7 separate regions of the Mus musculus genome follow, and regions 1, 2, 3, 4, 5 and 6 are each linked to region 7. The links are chromatin contacts, called in public HiCAR-type and promoter capture Hi-C maps. All regions are on one chromosome and are shown on one strand. The core of a region is the stretch at or near the end of the contact, and the rest is flanking DNA. Distances in the headings are between cores, read along the strand shown.

Region 1 (2,700 bases), core at 18-2,517, 1.4 Mb after region 7:
CCTGGCCTTTGGCCCTTGAGACGAAAGTCAGACTAGAAGGGAACAGCTCAGAACTACCCTAAGGGCCCTGTTAGAGGCACCTGCCATCTGGTCCCTACCCCACCCCATGCAGAGGCAGCCCTGCCAGCCACCTGTGGTTCAGCTTCAGGAACCATCTGGCTGATCTTCCCTAACTTGGGAGTATGGATGGTCCTTCTCTATTCCTGATGGGAGGCCGCAGCCCAACAGGAAGTCCAGACCTCCCTATTTCAGGCCTCCCTTACACTTCCTTTTGTTAATTTTTTTTTAAATTAAAAATAAACCAGCTAAGGCCCATGAAGAGTCTGCAAACATAGGAATCACTTAGGAAGACTCCAGGGGAGTCCTTTGGCCGGCAGGTGGTGGTGGTCCAGGGTGGCTGTGGACTGTTGGTATCTCATTTCCCTATCCTCTCCTCCAGCTCCAGCAGAGTACAGTGAGGGGAGGAGCTTAGGTCTTTTCTCCCCACCAGAAGAAAAGAGATTCTGGAATGCCAGGCACTAAGTCTGGGTGGGGGGAGAAATAATGGGGAAAGGTGAGGTTATCCTTAGAGAAGGTGGGTTCTAAGGGGCCAGTTTTCAAAAAATTATAGCCAGAGACCCACGGTAGGGCCAAGCCTGGAGCAGAGGCAAGGGTTCAGAGTGCCAGGCCACAAGGACGAGACTTCTTACTTCCACAGTAGATGCTGTTCATCATGCGGCTGGGAAATAAAAGGAATGATTCCCGGGCCGTGCAGGAGGGAAAGGGGGGGGGGGTGTTTCGGGAATTCTGGTATTCCTGAGGCCGGACTATATTCTTGGGATAAGGGGCAGCAAGGTTGTGGAACTGTCGTACTAAGGTTGGGAAAAGGCGCACTCACCTCCACCCGCCCCCTGGCCAGGCCTCGAAGACGGTTCCAATCCGGTCGGTAGTTGGTGGTGGAGGTGGCTGGAGCCACAAGGGCTGCAAGAAGCAGCAGCAGCGACGGCGGCGACAGTAGGATGCTCATCTGTGCCTGGCAGGAGACGTTCCGCAGGCTGCACCCAAACTCGGCCGCTGCGCCACGTCTGGCCCGCAAGCTGGCCCCGCCCAAGCCAAAAGCTCCGCCCAGCCATAAACCACGCCCCCAGAGCTAGAAACAGCCCCACTGACATCCCACCCAAATCGGGTGGTTGCCTCCCACTAACCCCCATCCCTGTCTCAGCTACTCTCTGGTCCTCCAGACTTCATGTTCCCAGTTCTCACAATCTCCATATTGCATTTGCCCACTAAGTGTGAAACGCTCCCGCAGGATGCCAGGAGACAGCACTACTTCGCGTCACCAGAGGGCGCAGGAGGTTCGCAGATGGACACAAGGATTTCTGGGTCAGAGAGTTAAGATAAGGAAGCAGGAACCTAGGAGATCTCCTTTATACGCTTTTGATGTCTTTGAACGAAATTCCGATCAAAGCTTCAATTCCCCAAAGCACACGTTGTAAGCGAGGACCATTACCTACGCCCCGCTCAAGAAAGCTCAGAGGGTAAAAGCGCTTGTTATGACAGCCTGACTCCTGAGTTTTATCCCTGAAACCTAAAAAAAAGTGAAAGAAAAACAGCAATTCCCACAAGTTGTGCTCTGTCCTCCACAGGCGTCCCCAACCGCTCACCATGGCATGTCCGTGCCTGTACAGGCACACGCGGTGCACACACACATATAATAATAATAATAAATATAAATTCTTACAAAGGAATACTACCTATCCTTTTTTACCTAGAAAAGGCTGGGAGGGTTAATATACACAATGCATCTCATTAGAACAGTATCTGGTCAGAGATGGTACACACCAATCTCCTACTGTCCTTGAACTCAAAGCAATACTCTTCACTCAACCTCCTGAGGGCAGGGTGATTAGGACAGACTCTGGCTGTGTTACCTTCCATTATTAGCTCTTCCCCTTCCTCATCACAACGGCCCCCTCCAGCAATGAACTCCGTTTTGCAGATTAGGAACTGTTTCAGAAATGTAAAATAGGCCAATTCATAGATCTGGATTTGAGCCCCAAACACCTCTGTGGATCATCTCCCTGGACCAAGGAGGAAACAGGTGGCACTCCATGTCCTCATGCCTTCAGCAGACACAGCAAGTACAATCAGTTTTTTGTCACCCTGGATTTAACCAGTCTCAAGTTGGAAATATTAGGAAGTAAAAACTGCCTCTGTACTGAACATGTACAGACTCTTTTCTTGTTGTTATTCCAACCAATAGAGCATTACAACTATTTATAGCATCTGTATTGTATTAGGTGTTATAAATTATCTAGAAATGATAGAAAGTACAAGATCAGGCCACACGGGCTTTAGGAAAATACTAAGCCATTTTATCTATGGATTTGAGCATCCTCATATTTCGAGTTTTGGTATGGAAGTGTGCCCTGGAACCAATCCCTGGCAGACAGCAAGAACACGCTGTGCCCTTTCCCACAGGATTCAGAGAACCTTGTCAACACTGAGCCAACGCTGCTTGTGATCCAAGGTATTTTTACCTTTCTGGGCTTATTCCACCACTTTTAAAATGCGCATTAAAAATGGGGCGGGGAGAACCATCAGCAGATAGTTCCATGACTATAGGCACTTGCTGCCAAGTCTGATGCCCTAAGTTCAAGTCCCAGAACCCATGACAAAAGGAAAGAAGAGACTCCCACAGATTGTCCTCTGACCGTCGCA
Region 2 (2,700 bases), core at 183-2,682, 1.5 Mb before region 7:
CTCACTTCTTCCATTCTCAACAGAACTTCCACTGTAGCTACTAGAGACAGTAGGGGAGGAGCAGGCAACATCCAACCCTTCTGCAGGACTGACAGGCTGATGGTTTCAAGTCACTGGCTTACCCAGTAGTGAAGCTGGATCCCCCAGGGTAGCTCCCTCGGCCATACACGCCTTGCTGTACGTAGCTCTTGCTAGCACCTCCTTCAGCAAACGCCTGCTGTCCCAGGCACTGCGGGGAGGTCAAGGCAGAGCTGCCACCTGCCACACCAGGCATCATGGAACCACCAGGGGGGCTTCCTGCAGGGCCCATGGGGTTCCCTAAAACCTACAAGGAAGTGGGAGTCACCAGAGAGAACCAGCCAAACTACTGTCTTTAAGACACAGCCCTAAAGTGCTAGATGCCAAGAGATGCCCAGCAAATGGGGGAGGACCTGGGTGGCAGGAGTGGTTGTCTATAGTTCTGACTGGAAGGGTCTCTGGAGCCAGGGGAAGACATCCCATGGTAGTACAGAAGAAAGGCACCTAGTGACTTGAGACCCTCAGGAAGCCCCATCCTTGTGCTTCAGACAGTCCGCTTGGTCCCTGGTTCTTGGAGCCCTAAGATGGTAGAGGCACCACCAAGACTCTGGATCCTGAGGGCTGGGGGGTGGGGGTGGGAGTGGGGTGGCCCTGATACACACTCACCTGGCTCTGGGTTGCGTTGCCAACTCCCCACACAGTAGTGACCACAGACAGTGACCCAGCTGGCTGAGTGGCACTTTGTTGCCAAGGCACAGACTCATATGCAAATGAACCATCACTAAAAGAGAGCAGCTGGTTAAGGCAGGGTCAGAAGGCCAAGGGCTTGCTAGAGGCAGGCCACAGAAGCCCACACTCACCCGTGTGGTGCAGGGGGCAGGGCGGGTTTCATGGGGTTCATGGGGTTCATTGGTGATGGAGCAGCCTACAGGCCCAATGTGCTGGAGCTTATCCGGGAGTTGCTGCTCCGGCTGCGGGACAGGAGGGAGAAGGCAGGAGCTTAGATGCTCATGGTAGCACGGACAAAGCCAGGGTAGTAGCGTTGGCAAATGTCAGCCCAGAATGCAGTGCAAAGCAACTCTAACAAGGGCTCTGTCATCTTAAGCCATTGGATCAACCCTGGAAAGGGCTTTCTGATATCAAATACTTCCCACATTCCCTTTCCCATATAAATCATAGGAAGCCAGGAACCCTCAGCAGGCCCTGGAGAAGGTCAGAGGGGTAGCCCCCACCCTGCGGAGCCCAGAGACCTGAGAAGGAGCAGAGCTTGAGTGTTCTTTGAGGCAGATGCTGAAAAGTCAGGCAGCAGATGTACAACGGCAGTCCATCCACCAGGTTGGCCTTAGGGTGGCTGTACCGACACGGCTGACACAGGACACAGGCACTGACCCAGCCCCTGGTTGGCAGCTCTCTCCTATCAAGAGGGTGGCAGAAGGGCTTCAGGTCACAGGACCTTCAAGCTGATCCAGACGACTTGAGGGGAGCAGGCGTGTGTGTGTGTGTGTGTGTGTGTGTGTGTGTGTGTGTGTGCGCGCGCGCGCGTGCGTGCATGTATGCATGCATGTAGGTGCACACACACACACACATACACACACACCCCTGAGACAAATATGACCTTAAGTATATGGTCAAGTGGACATCTTGCCCCCCCCCAAAGACCCATCTGTGACACTTGTGAATTCCCAACATGGCAGTGACACACACAGCACAGCAGGTGTGGGGGGTAGTCACAAAGCCAGACCATGCTAACGCACATCTACAAGATGGGACCAACTGGGCTTCATTCTTAGAAAACCGTAGCAGTGGCTGGTGGACAGGGAGGCAACAGCAGGTAAGAGCAGCGACTGGTACAGAAGACTCCCACTCCTTGCCTTTCTCAGTGCCTCATCCACTCAGGTCCTAATATACCCTGGACCACATGCGTGCCTACCTCTGCTTGGTCTCACCAGAATGGCACACAAGCCATGTGTTGGGCACTTCTCAGGGACCTCTGGGAAGGCCTGGGTGCTCCTGTCTGAAACCCTCTCTTGGTAGGGGCTGTGTGATTGCCACACATACCTTTTGAACCATTATCAGATCTGGTGATTTCCATCTTCCACTCAGCACTCACAAGCCTCTTGTCTAGGGGAGAGAGGGGTATCGCAGCACCCACTCAGCTCTGGAACAAACATTTCTTTGTGCTTACCACTCAGGGCTCAGTACAGACCTGGAGGCTCTGCAGGGCAGGGCTACACACACAAAGCCCCAGAACGGATAAGAGAAAGAGAGAAAAGGGGACTGTGACTTGCCCTTGCCTGGGCAGCCTTAGGCTCCCAGAGATCCTTCTCACACCCAGCACCAGGCTACCAGGGAAGAGAAACCTCATCCACCTCATCCACAGGCTCTGTCCCCTGGCCCTCAGAGGCAACTACACTTGATTCTAGCCCAGGCCAGGTCCTGCCTAGGCAGCTGGAGACAGAATGTGCCAGACTGGCAGCAGAGGCTGGCATCTATGTTGCTCCTGCTGGATCCTGGCAGCTGACCTGGTGGGAAGAACTCCTCCCAAGATCTGACATGTGGGGTCTGGAACAACCATGTGGATGTCAGGAAATAGGAACAGGAATCAAGACAAAAGCACGACTTAATGGAAAAGAGAAGAGATGGGAAAATAGCCACACAAATACTCCCAGAGACACCAAAGCA
Region 3 (2,700 bases), core at 33-2,532, 1.6 Mb after region 7:
CCAAAGCCCAATTAAACAATTACACAAAGCAAATGGTCGGTCCCTCTATGTCCCTCATCATCAGACCCATAAACAATTCTCCCCTCAGGGTTCAGGGGGATCCTCCCGATCTAAGTGTCATGAGTGAGTCCTCGGCATTACAGGAAAAACCTTCCTATGGGAACCATTCTTTTACCTCCCTTTTTCTTTTTTTCCCTTTTTTATTTTATTTTTTTCCCAGTTTTTCGAGATAGCTTTCTCTGCCTTGACTGTCCTGGAACTTGCTCTGAAGACCAGGCTGGCCTGGAACTGAACTCAGAGATCTACCTGTTTCTGCTTCCTGAGTACTGGGATCAAAGGCGTGCGCCTCTATCATCTGGTTTATCTACATTTCCTAGAATGTACTTTCTGGCATGGTGTGTGGTAGTCGAGGGTTGCCTTGAACACAGGAGATCCTTGGTCTCAGCACCACCAGGAGACACACTCCGGTACTTTTTTTTTTTTTTTTTTTTGAGACAGGGTTTCTCTGTATAGCCCTGGCTGTCCTAGAACTCACTCTGTAGAGCAGGCTGGCCTCGAAGTCAGAAATCCGCCTGCCTCCCAAGTGCTGGGATTAAAGGTGGGTACCACTACCCTATGCCTCTCTAAGTGTATTTCTAACAAACAGCCTAGAGAGTATAATGATAAAAGGCACAGTTCTATTTGTCCATCTGACAAATTCGGGACTCACTTCCAGTCACACTACGCTTTAGTGGCTGTAACCTTATTTTACACAATAAAAATGCTTTTATATTTATTTATGCATTCCCTTCTAATTTGTGCTAACATAATTTCCAACTTTTCAACATGATAGCTTCTCCAAGTAATGGCTCTCTCTGGAAGAGCTCATTCGATCCACTAACTGTGGCTCGTTGAGTGCCACACTCCTTCTTTAGGGTTCCTGGTAAACAAAGGATCCCTCAAAAATTGTGCCCCCCACCCCTCTGAGTCTCTCTACAACCCCCCACCCCTCTGAGTCTCTCTACAACCCAGGAAGCCGAGGTCTGTCCTGATGAAGAAAGGGAGCTTCCAAGTATCTGCGCGCACTCTGATGGTCGCCGGGTTTAGGTGCACGCTGGGCACGGGAGTCGAAGGGGCGAGCGCAGGTCCGGCGGGGTGGGGCCGAGCTGCGCGCGACCCTCGGCGCGCTCCGGGAAGTTGGCCCGAGCGACCGCTCTGGTCACCTCACTGCGGGCTCTATGACACCGCGCTGGCTGGCGGGACAGGGAGGAGTCGGCGGAGAAGGCGGAGACCGCCCATCTCCGAGAGCGTCGGCGCGGACTTCTCGCGGAACCGTGTCGCGAGCTTAGCAGATCCCGCGCTTGCGCGCTGCAGTGGTGGCCAGAGGCGCGGCGGGCGCGAGAAGGGGGACCTAACCAGTGTGGAGGCTGGTGTGGCCTTAAGCCCTCCGCCACCATGAGCGGGACCTTAGCGAAGATCGCGGAGATCGAAGCCGAGGTAAAAGGCGCAGCCGGCGCTTCTCTCCTGGCCCTTCTGCGGCGCTGCGGCTCCTCCGGTGTTGCGTCCGCGGCGTCAGGGCCTGGCTTCCACCCCTGTGCCACCAGCTGCCATCGCCCCCGTAGTCTAAACCTGCGCTGCCGCAGCCCCGTCCCCATGCAGCCCCTTCCCTCAGTTCCTCGGGCCTGGGCTTCTCAGCTCCCATCCGCCAGCTCCGTCTCTGCGCAACCTCCCACATCCCACACCCAGCACTTGCTCCGGTTTTCGGCGCATGTCTCGACATTATTTCTGTTTTTCTTGCTTTTTTCTCTGAGCCACACGACTTCTATATCCCAGACTCCGTGATCCGATCACGGGCTTTGAGGTCTTGTCCCGTTATTCCTTGCCCACTTGCCACTCACTGGTGGTCCCCTTTTACACGCCGTTGGTTGTGACGGTAAGATCTGGGAGTAAGTAGATTGTACCTGGATGGCGCGTCATCCCTGAGACCTTCAGGGCTTTTTAAAGTCCGTAATGTGACACCCTTCTTTTAGATTGGGTACCGTAGAAACGAATCAGCAGATGCATTTTAATTCCCTCTGTGGATAGAAATTCGAATGACCGTGGGTCCTTTCACGTTGGGTCTCGTTTGTTTCTTTTGTGGTGAAGAGAATGAACTGGAGAGGGGAGAGGGAATTCAGTTTATTTTTATGTTTCTGTGTGTGTGTGTTCAGCATTACTTAGGGGAATCGTTCTGTTCAGTCATGGTTTCTGGGATTGAGTTTAGGTCTTCCAAGTTTGGCAGCAAGTGCACTTGAGTGTGTCTATCTGGCCCTGGATTTTTTCCCTCTCTCCCTCCCTCTACCTCTCTCCTTTGTTTGGAGACAGGGTCTTGCTACATACTTCTGGATGTCAGGGATCCCATTGTGTAGATCACGCTGGCCTTGAACTCAGACAGATCTGCCTCTGCCTCCAGAGTGCTGACATTAGCCAGGCTTGGTTTTTCTTTTTAAAAAATACTTAGTTGCCTGTATCCTCTTCAGTCTGCAGTTTGCTGGATGCTCGTGAATATGAGCCATTTGGTCTTCCCCTGAAGCAGTATTTCAATAGACAGTTTGTTCACCTTCACCTCTATTGTGGGCGTCTAAGGATAAAAAATAATTCTTAGGTGGAGCTCAGGAGGCCGAGGCCAGTGGTACACTAATGAATTCAATGCCAACCTGGTTTACATAATAAGTTGTAGTA
Region 4 (2,700 bases), core at 165-2,664, 1.6 Mb before region 7:
GGCAGACCCTGTAATCAGGAGGGAGGACTGCACAGAGAAACCTGAGTGGTCGCCTAGCCATTTTTCAATGTACCACTAATCTACAAGCTCAACCATAAGCCAAGACCTGTGAGAGCTAAGATGAGGCCCCAGAGCTCCAAGAGTTAATGGTTTTATCTCAGAGGCTGGATGAGAGAACGAAGCTGAGCATATGCAAGAGGGTCCTACCAAAGGCTAGCCCACTAGAGGGCTGGAGAGTGTACTCTTCCGCTCCCTTGTCACTGTGGGGAGGAATCGCAGGGTGCCGAGTCCCCACCACTGCCTCATCTGCTGGGTCAGGCAGGAAGTCTTTATGGTTTAAACTCTATTGTGGCCACCCCTGGCTGATGTTGAGCTCTGGGGCAGCGATGTTCAGCTGGGTAACCACGAGAGGCCAAGAAATATCTGTTGGCACGCCTTTAATCCCAGCACTTGGGAGGCAGAGGCAGGCCGATTTCTGAGTTCGAGGCAAGCCTGGAGCCTGGTCTACAAAGTGAGTTCCAGGACAGCCAGGGCTATACAGAGAAACCCTGTCTCGAAAAACCAAAAAAAAAAAAAAAAAAAACCAAAATAATAATAATAAAAGAAATATCTATTGGGCTAGAGAGATGGCTCAGAAGTTAAGAGCACTGACTGCTCCTGCAAAGGTCTGCAGTTTACGGCCACCCAGCCCTCTAGCCCTCTGCAGACACCCAGCATGCATATGGTGCACTTATACATGTAGACAAAGCACTTGTACACAAAATAGATGTTTAAAACGTTTTAAAAGAAGCATCCTGCCAGGCGTGGTGGCACATGCCTTTAATCCCAGCACTTGGGAGGCAGAGGCAAGTAGATTTCTGAGTTCAAGGCTGGCCTGGTCTACAGAGTGAGTTCCAGGACACACAGAGAAACCCTGTCTTGAAAAACCAAAAAAAGAAAGAAAGAAAGAAAGAAAGAAAGAAAGAAAGAAAGAAAGAAAGAAAGAAAGAAGAAGAAGCATCCTTTCTTACTGAGCCTGGTATAATCCTAGCTACTTTGGGGAGGCCAGCTTGGACTACAGAGATAGAAGAAAGAAAGAAAGAAAGAAAGAAAGAAAGAAAGAAAGAAAGAAAGAGAGAGAGAGAGAGAGAGAGAGAGAGAGAGACGGAAAGAGGGAGGGAGCAAAGGAAGGAAGGAAGACAGACAGACAAGGGGAGGGAGAATTCCAGCCTGCCCGTAATCTTTGGAGTGCTTGGGATTACAGACAGGTATGGCCAAACCTAGCTTGGGAAGAGCTTTAAGGAAGCCAGTAAAGACCCCATCAGGACAGACAGTTAGGCATGGACCTTGTGGGCCAGGGAGCAGGAAGCAGTGTCTGAAGCACCAAGGCAGGGGAGTAGCAATGGGCAGGGCCAAACTCCCCGGGCAGAACCCACTTCCTACTTTACTGAAGTACTGCAGTAGTCAGGCAGGGCTGGGCCTCCCCTTTCTGCCTTCCCCTTCACCTCTGTACAGAAAGCTCTGGCGACCTGCCTTGGATGCTTGCAGTGGGCAGGATGGAGGACGAAGAAGGCCCTGAGTATGGGAAACCAGACTTCGTGCTTTTGGATCAACTGACCATGGAGGACTTCATGAAGAACCTAGAGCTCAGGTAGATGTGAGGTGGGGGTGGGGATGCGGTACTGGGCTTCTTTCCTTCCTTTCCTCCCTTATCATCCACACAGACCTGAGAGAAGCCCTGAAGGTACCCTGGTCCCATCGTCAGGAATGGGGACAAGGCTACACATACCTAGACAATACAGGCTGAAATGATAGCATCTCCAGGAGATAATGGCCACTCAGAAAGTAACCAGCTGTCAGGAATGGAGCTGCCCAGCCACCCTCACAACACCCTGGTTGACAAGCCCAGAGTCCTGAGGAAGACAGGCAAAGGCATGGGGACCAGGAATGTACTGCATCTCCTCTCTGTCACCTGCTGATGCTTTCCCCCTGGGTCCCATGTGTGACCCGACTTGAGTTTCCTTAGGAACTCCAAAATGAAGTGCCCTCCACCCCAGAATCGCAATAATCGAAGCAAGCTGATATGATGCTGATATGATGTTCTGGGTTGGGAGTTGTTCATGGGAGGGGTCACAGGCTAGGACTAGGAGAATTGACAGTGCAGCCTGCTTTCTCACTGAAAAAAGCAGGGAGGGGTCCAGGAGCTAGAAGCACAGCATGTTAAATGGCCTTGTGTGCGGCTGGACTTCATACACACCTCCTAGGGAGGATTGTTGTGTGCTAGGAAGCTCCTTAGAGAGCAACTGGGGACCAGGAATCTCACTAGGTGCAGAGATGGAGGTCCTAGGCTGCCACATGGAGAGCTTTATCCAGGAAATGAGTTCAATGCTTTGTTAGACTGCCTCATTCTCTCGAAAAGCAAGCTCACAAGCATGCCCTCCATGCTTTGTATGCTGAGCCGAGGAAGACAGTGGCTGCAGGTCACAAAACTTGTAGTCCCAGGGCGTGACTTGTCAGAGGGGGCAGAGAAAGAGGAACCCTGAAGAGGCCTGCCTGGGGTTGAGCGGGCCCCACACACCGAGAGGACAGTTGGGGCCCCAAGGAGGCTAGTACTCCTCCCAGAGCACAAAACCCAAGAGAGGTACAGCCCTAGGTTCCTGCTTCTAATATGGTTAGTAAACGGAAGGGTGGAGGAGTTTGAGATGTGCTGGAGAGGGACGG
Region 5 (2,701 bases), core at 191-2,690, 1.5 Mb after region 7:
CTAATCATTAAGTAGCTTGTCAGAAGAGCCCCAAGAATTCTTTCCTAATTCAGTATATAATCTAGTGTTCCCTACGCATCAGATATCTCCTCAGAGGGAAGCCAGCAGCTCAAGTGAGTTCCCAGGAAGGAAGTCAGGTACAGCCCCCTCCCTAGCACTTGTGCACCCTAGGTCATATGAAGGCGCCACGGAAGAAACATCTAACTAGCAGCCACTTTTGTTAACAAAAGGCCATGCAGGAAGACAGAGAATTGTGCTGTTTTGTTTACCTAAGTAGTAGAGCCAGAGGCAGCTGATGGGAGAGTTGGAGGCAGGATTGGTTTCCTTGGGCTCCATTCCTACCCATTTCCTGATCCTCTGGACTCTTTTCCCATGTACATAAATCTGATGGAGGGAAGTAACAATTGTCTAAAACCGAGTGTCATAGTTAGGGTTCTAATGCTGGGAAGAGACACTATGACCACAGCAACTCTTACAAAGGACAACATTTATTTGGGGCTGGCTTACAGGTTCAGAAGTTTAGTTCACTATCATCCCGGCCAGAAGCATGGCAGAATACAGGTAGACATGGCGATGGAGAAGGAGCTGAGAGTGCTGCGTCTTTTTTTTTTTTTTTTTTTTTTTTTAGACGGTTTCTCTGTATAGCCCCGGCTGTCCTGGAACTCACTCTGTAGTCCAGGCTGGCCTCGAACTCAGAAATCCACCTCCCTCTGCCTCCCAAGTGCTGGGATTAAAGGCGTGTGCCACCACTGTCCGGTTCTTTCTTGATTTTAGTCACAGAATAAGATAACTATGTTAGAACATCTAGATTTTGGTTTTTTTTTTTAAATAAACAATCTAGAGATGATTTAAAACAAGAATATCTCAGCACTCAAGAAGCTGAGGCAAGAGGCTGGCAAGTTCAATATCAGTCTGGCTGCATTTCAAGACCCTGTGGCAAAACAAAAGAAAAAATAAAGCATATGAAGATTGTGCGTGGATTATAGACAAAGTTTACGCCATTTTCTATGAGACTTGACCAACCAGGGACTTTATATAAGGAGTGGGAGTCCTGGACCCAAAATTCCAGGAACCCAGGTATTTGGCCTCCATAATCTGCTCTAGGGAGCCTCATTTCCATATTGCCTTTGACACGCAAAAGTGGTTTCTCTTAGCTTCTTCGTGTTCACATTGCTGATTACAAACTGGGAGTCAAAAGACCTGTGATACCTACCCACGCTCTGCACCTGAAGAGCAGAGCCATTTTCAAGTAGTGTAGAAGGGCAACTGGACTAACCTGAGCGCCGAGGGTCCCCTGTGTTGCGACCTCCAGCCTAAACTGAATCACCCTGGTCAATCCGAACGCCTCTAGAGGTCGCCAGTCGCCAGCAGGCGCCAGAGATGCGGCAGAGTTCGCGCGGGAGGCGGGACGGGGCAGGGCGGGTCGTTAACCTAAGTGGGAGGGGCTCCGGGGCGGGTCCCCGTGCCAGGTGCGGTTTGGTCCTCCCAGGGCGCCGTAGGCGGTGCATCCTTCCGGCTGCAGGGGCAGAGACAGCCTCTTCTCTAGACCGCAGGCGGGCGCGGACCTGAGGCGCTGCTGCCGGGTGGTCCTTCCTGTGTTGTCCGCGCCCTGGACCATGGCGGCGCTGGCGGGTAAGAAGGGCCCATTCCGTCCAGCCCGCCGCTCGCGGGTTTCTGGCTGTCTGGTTTTTCTTGGGTCCGGAATCCTCAGCGAGAGCCTGGCAGGGTGGGGAGGATCGAACACAATGGTTCCCTCGGGACTTGAAGGTCTTGGGACTCTGGAAGTCCGAGCGCAGTCGTTCTAAGACTGAGGGCTCCTTGCGGCCGGCGCGTGGGGCGAATTCCCGCGAGGTGGATCCTCGGATCTGCAGACCGGGCAAGTCTCCTGGCTAAGGAAGCCGAGGCACCTGAGATTCTGAAATATGGGAAGTACAGGGTCTTCCAGAGTTCAGGACTTGAGATTCCGAGTTATCCTGGGTTCTAGGTTTTCTGTAGACCCAAAGTTCTCGAAGGTGTCTTTGGACTCTGGGATTGGGAGGAGTGGTTCCTAGAGATAGAGTATGAGTGTGGAGTTTATGATGTGGATAGGAAGACATCCGACCGTTCTTCCTGAGGCTCAAAGACCTCTGCCTCCTGTGGAGAACAGCTTCAAGTCTTCCTAGAGACTAGTTGAGTCCTCGCGTAGTCTCTGATGCCAGCAGATTAATAGCTCCGCACCTTGAGGGGAAGAGTTGAGTGAAGGAAATTTCAGAATTGGCTTAGCTGGGCCTGTAAATCCCTTCACGAATCATCTTGCAGCTTCCTGCCCCGCGGCATCATGAACTTTCTGCCGCCTTATTCCCAGCCACCGGTGTGAGTGGCTCAGTTTCTGGGTCTACCAGGGTCGACTTCCAAAAGTTTTCTAGAAAGGCCAAGGGAGAATTTTAGGGGTGGGGGAGGGACTGAATATGTGCCTCCACTTCCTGGCTTTGGGCCGGTGGACAGTCACTTCCTCCATCCTGAATTCAAGGACCGGGCCGCCAGTGGGTCACTTCCTCACTACGGGAACATGGAATTTCAGACCTTATTGGTGATAATATGCTCTGGAGAAGGAAAGCATGGAGCGGAAATTCGTCTGTCTCTTCCCTTAATTTTTTTTCCTGGCTGGTAGTGGTGATTGCACACCTGTAATCCCAGACTAGACAGAGCCAGGAGAATTGCT
Region 6 (2,700 bases), core at 53-2,552, 1.4 Mb before region 7:
GTGTCCTCTGCTCAATGTCAGAGCACAGGATACACAGACACAAGTAGGGCCTGTAAGGGCAATGAAATCCACAGAAAAGCTGGGGGAAATTTTTACTTCTATTTTTAGTTACACGCTTCTACTTAGGGTGATGAAGACCAGTTGCACATTCGCAATAGCTTCACTATATACAGATAACACTTACGGACGTAGAGACCTCCATCGAATACAGGTTGACCCCACTGACCCCACTTGGGCCTGTAGAGGTGTTCCTTGAGTGACCTTTTGACGTCAAGGATCTAAAACTCCACCCTCCAATGATGCTTAACGCCGCCATTTTCTGATCTTACAGTCAGGAAGTTGAGTTACGCATGCGCACAACACCTAGCCCGTCACTTCTCATTACCTTTAATCCCTTTTCCACACCTCACCCTGCTCCTTCACCGTGTAGATACTCAAATGCCCTACACTCCGCTCTCCTGTCTTTACATGGTATCCACGTGAGGATTCTTGCCGAACCTGTCACTTCAGAGACTGGCACACTGCTCGGTGGGCAAAAGAAACATGATCTGGTAACTCATGCGAGGGCACAGTAGCAGGCTTCCCAGTCACTCTGGGTATAACTCACATCTGTCACACACTCTCGCGAGGAAAGCGGTGCGTGGATGGTGTTTCTAGGGAAACCAGTGTCACCTTGGCCGACAGCCTGGTTTACCTCATACCGGCAGGTGGGGCTGCCGCAGGCACCAAGGTCAGCGCCGTGTCCGGGCACGGCGAACACAAGGACGGCGGCCTGCTGGGGTCAGCGCACGCAGGACAAAAGAACGCGCGCGGGCCAGAGGGAGCGACCGGTCCACGTGACACGCCGCGACCTTGGGGCTCTCCCGGGCCGCCAGGCCACCTACTCCCTAGCCCGCCACCTTCGCGGCTCCGCCGCCAGAGCCAATAGCGCTCGGCCCCCCGACCCCCGGCGCAAGTCCGCGTCCGCCAATCTCCGCCCGCCTGGAGGACCCTGCCACGCCATTGGCTATAACGTCTGTCCGTCAGGTCTCGTCCCCCGCCCACCATCGCCGCCCTCCGCCAGCCCGGCTCTGTCCGGCTTCACGCCCGTCACTCAGGCACTCCGGAAGCAAGGACGCATAGGCCTCACCCTCGGCCGCGAGCTCCGGGTGTCAAGCGCCGAGCCTCCCAGCCCTGGACGGAGCCCGTCTGCCGCACAAGGTTACCTGTCTCCCGTTCAGCTCCACCCGAGTGAAGCGCCGACACCACTCCGGGCTCCAAACTCTCAGCCCCGCCCCGGCGTGTGGCGTCAACGCGTAGCCCGGCCCCAGAGGAGCGGCCTGCAAGACAGGCTGTGGGCGTGACGTGACGTCACAGAATTGGGTTTCAGTCGCTCGCTCGGGCTTCGCGCCAATGCAGAACTTTGCATCTGGCCAAAGCCAGCCTGTTGCTCACTGTCTTTCGGCTGTCATTAGCAGTTACACGGGAGACGCTTCCGAAGCTTGTTAAGAACCTGGTACATTCAGGGCGTGGGATGCCGTCTGATAATTGAAGCGTTTGGCGGGCCGAAGCAGGAGCGCTGCGACTTTGAGGCCCACGGGCTTTGTATCCAAAACAAGCTGCCCTAAATAATAGTTGGGTTGGTAAAATGTATCCCTGCACAAAATAATTTGAATAACATGAGTGACTATTTTGAACACTTGTTTTGCAGCAGTCCTTATGAAGATTAGTTAGCGAGGTCTAATGTGACTTGGTTGTCATGCGACTTGGGTGTTCCTGCTAGTATTCTGACAGGAAGCTGTGCTGGGGTCCCCCTGGATCTTCCTGGCTCCAGAGCCTGCTCTAAACAGACAAAATCCACTAGTTAACCTGTTACACTTCACTAATATGAAATGTTCCCCGTGTCAAAATGTTAAGCCAGAGCCTGGCTGTGTGAGTGCACACCTTAAAGCAGAGCACTCAGAAGCAGAGGCAGGCTCATCTCTGAGTTTGAGGTCAGCCTGGTCTACAGAGAGAGTTTCAGGGCCACATAGAGAAACCCTGTCTTGGGAAACAAAATAAAAAACTAACAAAAATATTCAGCCAGATTTTGCAGCACACACCTGCAATTTCAGAACAGAGAAAAACTGACCAATTGGGAGGTCAAGATGGGCTACATAGAGTTCTTGTGGGCAGCCTGGGCTACACAGTTGGATCAGGTCTCAAAAAGGAGAGTGGTTCATTTCATACTCATGTCTTTTGTTGTTGTTGTTTGAGACAATGGCATGTAGCTGAGGCTGGATTCAATTTCATAATGTAGGCTGACCTTGCTCTGTTTCTTTTACCTGCATATACCAGGTGCTAGGACTATAGCTATAAGTCCCATGCCCAGCTTCATGCTCATGGCCTTTAACTCTCCGCTTGTTTCTCTTTTTTAGCAGAGTAGTTTTTGATGGACAGCAATACAGACTGTCAGTTTATCCTTGCTATGTATGGCAAATGGCACCAGTGCTGGATGAGCTGGCTGGAGAGTCCTTTTGCTCTACTGAAATAGAAGTCACAAGTAGTCACAAGTATGCCAGAAGCTCTTCAAGCTTTGGTAGCAGTGATAGGCCACAGTACAAGGGCAGAAGCATCAGCAATGGTACACGTGAGTTGTCCTCCCATGGACCTGGGGTATATCGTCCTAAGAAGCCTAAGGGCTAAGAAGCCAAGATTCCTCAGCCCACAGTTAGAACTTGC
Region 7 (2,700 bases), core at 14-2,513:
TCTCAGAATCTTAGACAAGGAAACCAAGACAGAATTTATTAATAAATGTTTTCATCATACTATGTATACTATGCAGTTATATCAATATCATAAGACAAGTGGAAGCCATTTCCTATTTATGGCATGCAGACCAGACCCAAGTTTTCTTCTACCAAAGTAACTATAGGTTTAAAAAGTGACTGTGAAGTTGGGAATATTACTCAGCTGGTAGAGTGCTGGCCTAGCATACTCAAACGCCTGTGTTTGATCTCCTGGACTGCATAAAACTGTGTGGCGGGACATGCCTGCAATGAGAACAGGTCAGACTGAGAGCTGGCTGACGAGATGTTCCAGATCAGCTTTTGCTATATAATGTGTTCAAAAGTCAGTTTGGGCTACATAATAAAATCTCGTCTCCAAGAAAAAAGGGGGGAGGGGCGGATGGGCTGTGAGACAGGATAGTGGTAAATATCAGGAATCACAGAGCTTGAGTGACTGAGGCAGAGGGATCTTTACCAATGTGAAGCCAACCTGGACTACAGAAGCTGCCAGACAGACAGGACTATAGTGACTGCATTTAAAATCTTCATTAAAACGGAGCAGGTGGCACCTCTTCTTACTGCCCGAGCCCTTTGCAGTATAACTTAAGAAAAAAAATTCTTGTTTTCCTTTTCTTAGAAATTAAGATAAGCAAAATATTTAATGAAGCAAATACACTAAGTCCAGCCAGCTAGCTAGGAAATAGAGCGGACAACATAAAGAAAAGCCAAGCCAAGCTTCTTTGCCCTTGTAACGTCCGCACTTCGCGCTCTCAGCCTTTCTGCTCCAGCAATAAAAGCTCTTTTCTGCGACTCCTTGGAGTCTGGTGCGGCGCGACGATGGTAACGCCTCTCTCAGAGGACCGCAGGAGGCTGCCGGTGACAGGTAAACGAGTGGCGGACTCATCTGACAAAACCCACAAGGGTGGCACGGAAAACCCGGGAAAGCCAACCGCCACCCAGGAGCGTTTGCCACACGCCCAAGAGGACCATCGACGAGGGTCACCACCAGCAGCAGCACTCTCGGGAGACTACAATGGGGACAGAGGATGCTGCTCCGGTTAGTTCCTAGAAAACCGCCACGAGCCTGGGGGACCCCGACAGGTGAGGACCCCAGCCCGCGGACACGCTCCGTGCCGTCTGCACATCAAGCCCGGATCGCCCAGCGAGGACCTGCAGCCCCAGCCAGCAGCCCTCTACCCTCGCTCACCAGAATGCTCCTCACGCCTTCCAGCCGGGTAGCCACTTCCGGCTCGCGACCATAGAGAAGCGGAAGAAGAGAGCCACAGGCCGGAAGTGAGACACGAAGGCCAGATGCAGCTTGGGAAGCAAGGAAGGGGCGAGTCTAGTTCTATTAAGTTGGGAAACTGGGGCGATAATGTCCAAGTCTGTGCTTCGTGCCCCTTCACCGGAGTGTGAATTAGTGGGCCCTCCGCCGACTCACTCGAGTGAGTTTGTGGTATCTCAAGAAAGCACAAGTGTCGCTGTGCTATCATTTGAACAGGAGTGGATTTTGTCTTCTGACTTTGTTCAGGGCCTCACTACATAGCACACTTGCGGGTCTTGAACGCTATATAGATCAGGCTGGTCACTACGATCCGCCTGCATTGGACTCGCTGGACTTAGGCAGGTGTCACCATGCCTGACTCTTCTTTAAATTTTTGTTTTGTTTTTTTTAGATTTATTTATTTATTATATGTAAGTACATTGTAGCTGTCTTCAGACACTCCAGAAGAGGGAGTCAGATCTCTTTACGGATGGTTGTGAGCCACCATGTGGTTGCTGGGATTTGAACTCTGGACCTTCAGAAGAGCAGTCGGGTGCTCTTACCCACTGAGCCATCTCACCAGCCCTTGTTTTTGTTTTTTGAGACAGGGTTTCTCCGTATAGCCCTGGCTGTCCTGGAACTCACTTTGTAGACCAGGCTGGCCTCCAACTCAGAAATCTGCCTGCCTCTGCCTCCCAAGTGATGGGATTAAAGGCGTGTGCCACCACCGCCCCCCCCCCCCACTCTAACTTCTTGATACTATCGGAGTCACTACACCCAGAAAGGAACTGAGGCAGGGGCATAATCCTATATTACACCTGCTTCCTGCTTCACTGTTTTGTTTTGTTTTGATTTTTTATTTTCCCCCAAGACTCTAGTGCAGTACCTGTAAGCTTCAGATGTTTCCTATGCCTGGCATTTCTGGAGTAAATTCTGGTTGTCTGCAAACATGAACATTGAATACCTTGTGGCGCCGAAACAGCTCCTTTTCTTGCTCTGGGACGAAGATGAAGACGGTCTCCCTAAGAGATCAAAGCCAGTGTAACCCTCAGCCAACTGGAAGCTGCCCTGCCTTAGACAACTACTGAGATTCCTTGTAGATGAAGACAACACCACAACGTACAGTAAATATTTAATTTGGTTCCATCAACATTCTCCTGGATGGTAGCACAACCATGCTAAGCAGGGGTTCATGAGGTACCGGGGTCATTGAAGAGACCCCAGAATCACAACCTACTCCACAGACCTAGTGTTTCTGCAAAATGAGGGTTTGGGGGACAATGTCAAGAAGGGAAAGAAAGAATTTGATGGAACTATAGGTCTCAGCCTGTGTTTTTGCCTGTAGGAAGGAAGAAGTACAGAAGAGCTGAAGCACAAATTCAAGTTTTAACCACATTATGTAGGAAAACATGGATA

The links. Promoter capture Hi-C pulls out the DNA fragments that hold promoters and counts their contacts. HiCAR-type assays count read pairs that join an accessible place to other places.
Region 1: a promoter capture Hi-C map of liver shows a contact between it and region 7, with 3 times the contacts expected there. The contact joins the promoter of Selenom here to the promoter of Thoc5 in region 7. A contact is called at or near these places in 5 of 39 promoter capture datasets (the C10 cell line, embryonic stem cells, hippocampal neurons and 2 more).
Region 2: a promoter capture Hi-C map of pre-B cells shows a contact between it and region 7, with 4 times the contacts expected there. The contact joins the promoter of Zmiz2 here to the promoter of Thoc5 in region 7. A contact is called at or near these places in 3 of 39 promoter capture datasets (cranial neural crest, liver and pre-B cells).
Region 3: a contact with region 7 is called in a HiCAR-type map of astrocytes, with 9 times the contacts expected there. The contact joins the promoter of Drg1 here to the promoter of Thoc5 in region 7. A contact is called at or near these places in 1 of 39 promoter capture datasets (embryonic stem cells) and 1 of 115 datasets of contacts at active chromatin or transcription factors (astrocytes).
Region 4: a promoter capture Hi-C map of pre-B cells shows a contact between it and region 7, with 2.6 times the contacts expected there. The contact joins the promoter of Myo1g here to the promoter of Thoc5 in region 7.
Region 5: a contact with region 7 is called in a promoter capture Hi-C map of liver, with 4 times the contacts expected there. The contact joins the promoter of Limk2 here to the promoter of Thoc5 in region 7. A contact is called at or near these places in 2 of 39 promoter capture datasets (embryonic stem cells and liver), 1 of 115 datasets of contacts at active chromatin or transcription factors (pancreatic cancer cells) and 1 of 9 other capture datasets (adipose tissue).
Region 6: a promoter capture Hi-C map of pre-B cells shows a contact between it and region 7, with 8 times the contacts expected there. The contact joins the promoter of Ogdh here to the promoter of Thoc5 in region 7. A contact is called at or near these places in 6 of 39 promoter capture datasets (the 3T3-L1 cell line, the C10 cell line, hippocampal neurons and 2 more), 1 of 484 Hi-C or Micro-C datasets (B cells) and 1 of 9 other capture datasets (liver).

The regions. Positions count from the first base shown.
Region 1 is chr11:3,513,251-3,515,950 of GRCm38.p6, reverse strand. It overlaps Selenom (selenoprotein M), which reads right to left and starts at 1,267. Exons shown (of 5, transcript NM_053267.3): 1 at 878-1,267. The coding sequence starts at 1,006.
Region 2 is chr11:6,393,857-6,396,556 of GRCm38.p6, reverse strand. Zmiz2 (zinc finger, MIZ-type containing 2) reads right to left here and starts at 1,432. Exons shown (of 19, transcript NM_028601.3): 1 at 1,269-1,432; 2 at 879-989; 3 at 685-799; 4 at 123-325. The coding sequence starts at 928.
Region 3 is chr11:3,265,045-3,267,744 of GRCm38.p6, reverse strand. It overlaps Drg1 (developmentally regulated GTP binding protein 1), which reads left to right and starts at 1,282. Exons shown (of 9, transcript NM_007879.2): 1 at 1,282-1,476. The coding sequence starts at 1,435.
Region 4 is chr11:6,519,672-6,522,371 of GRCm38.p6, reverse strand. It overlaps Myo1g (myosin IG), which reads left to right and starts at 1,414. Exons shown (of 22, transcript NM_178440.4): 1 at 1,414-1,630. The coding sequence starts at 1,518.
Region 5 is chr11:3,407,977-3,410,677 of GRCm38.p6, reverse strand. Limk2 (LIM motif-containing protein kinase 2) reads left to right here and starts at 1,440. Exons shown (of 16, transcript NM_010718.4): 1 at 1,440-1,632. The coding sequence starts at 1,617. It overlaps Gm51879 (a long non-coding RNA gene), which reads right to left. Exons shown (of 2, transcript XR_003949624.1): 1 at 1,277-2,701; 2 at 1-931.
Region 6 is chr11:6,290,199-6,292,898 of GRCm38.p6, reverse strand. Ogdh (oxoglutarate (alpha-ketoglutarate) dehydrogenase (lipoamide)) reads right to left here and starts at 1,302. Exons shown (of 23, transcript NM_010956.4): 1 at 1,206-1,302. Gm46270 (predicted gene, 46270) reads left to right here and starts at 636. Exons shown (of 1, transcript NR_168687.1): 1 at 636-2,700.
Region 7 is chr11:4,893,906-4,896,605 of GRCm38.p6, reverse strand. It overlaps Thoc5 (THO complex 5), which reads right to left and starts at 1,263. Exons shown (of 20, transcript NM_172438.3): 1 at 1,228-1,263. It overlaps Nipsnap1 (nipsnap homolog 1), which reads right to left. Exons shown (of 10, transcript NM_008698.3): 10 at 2,405-2,700.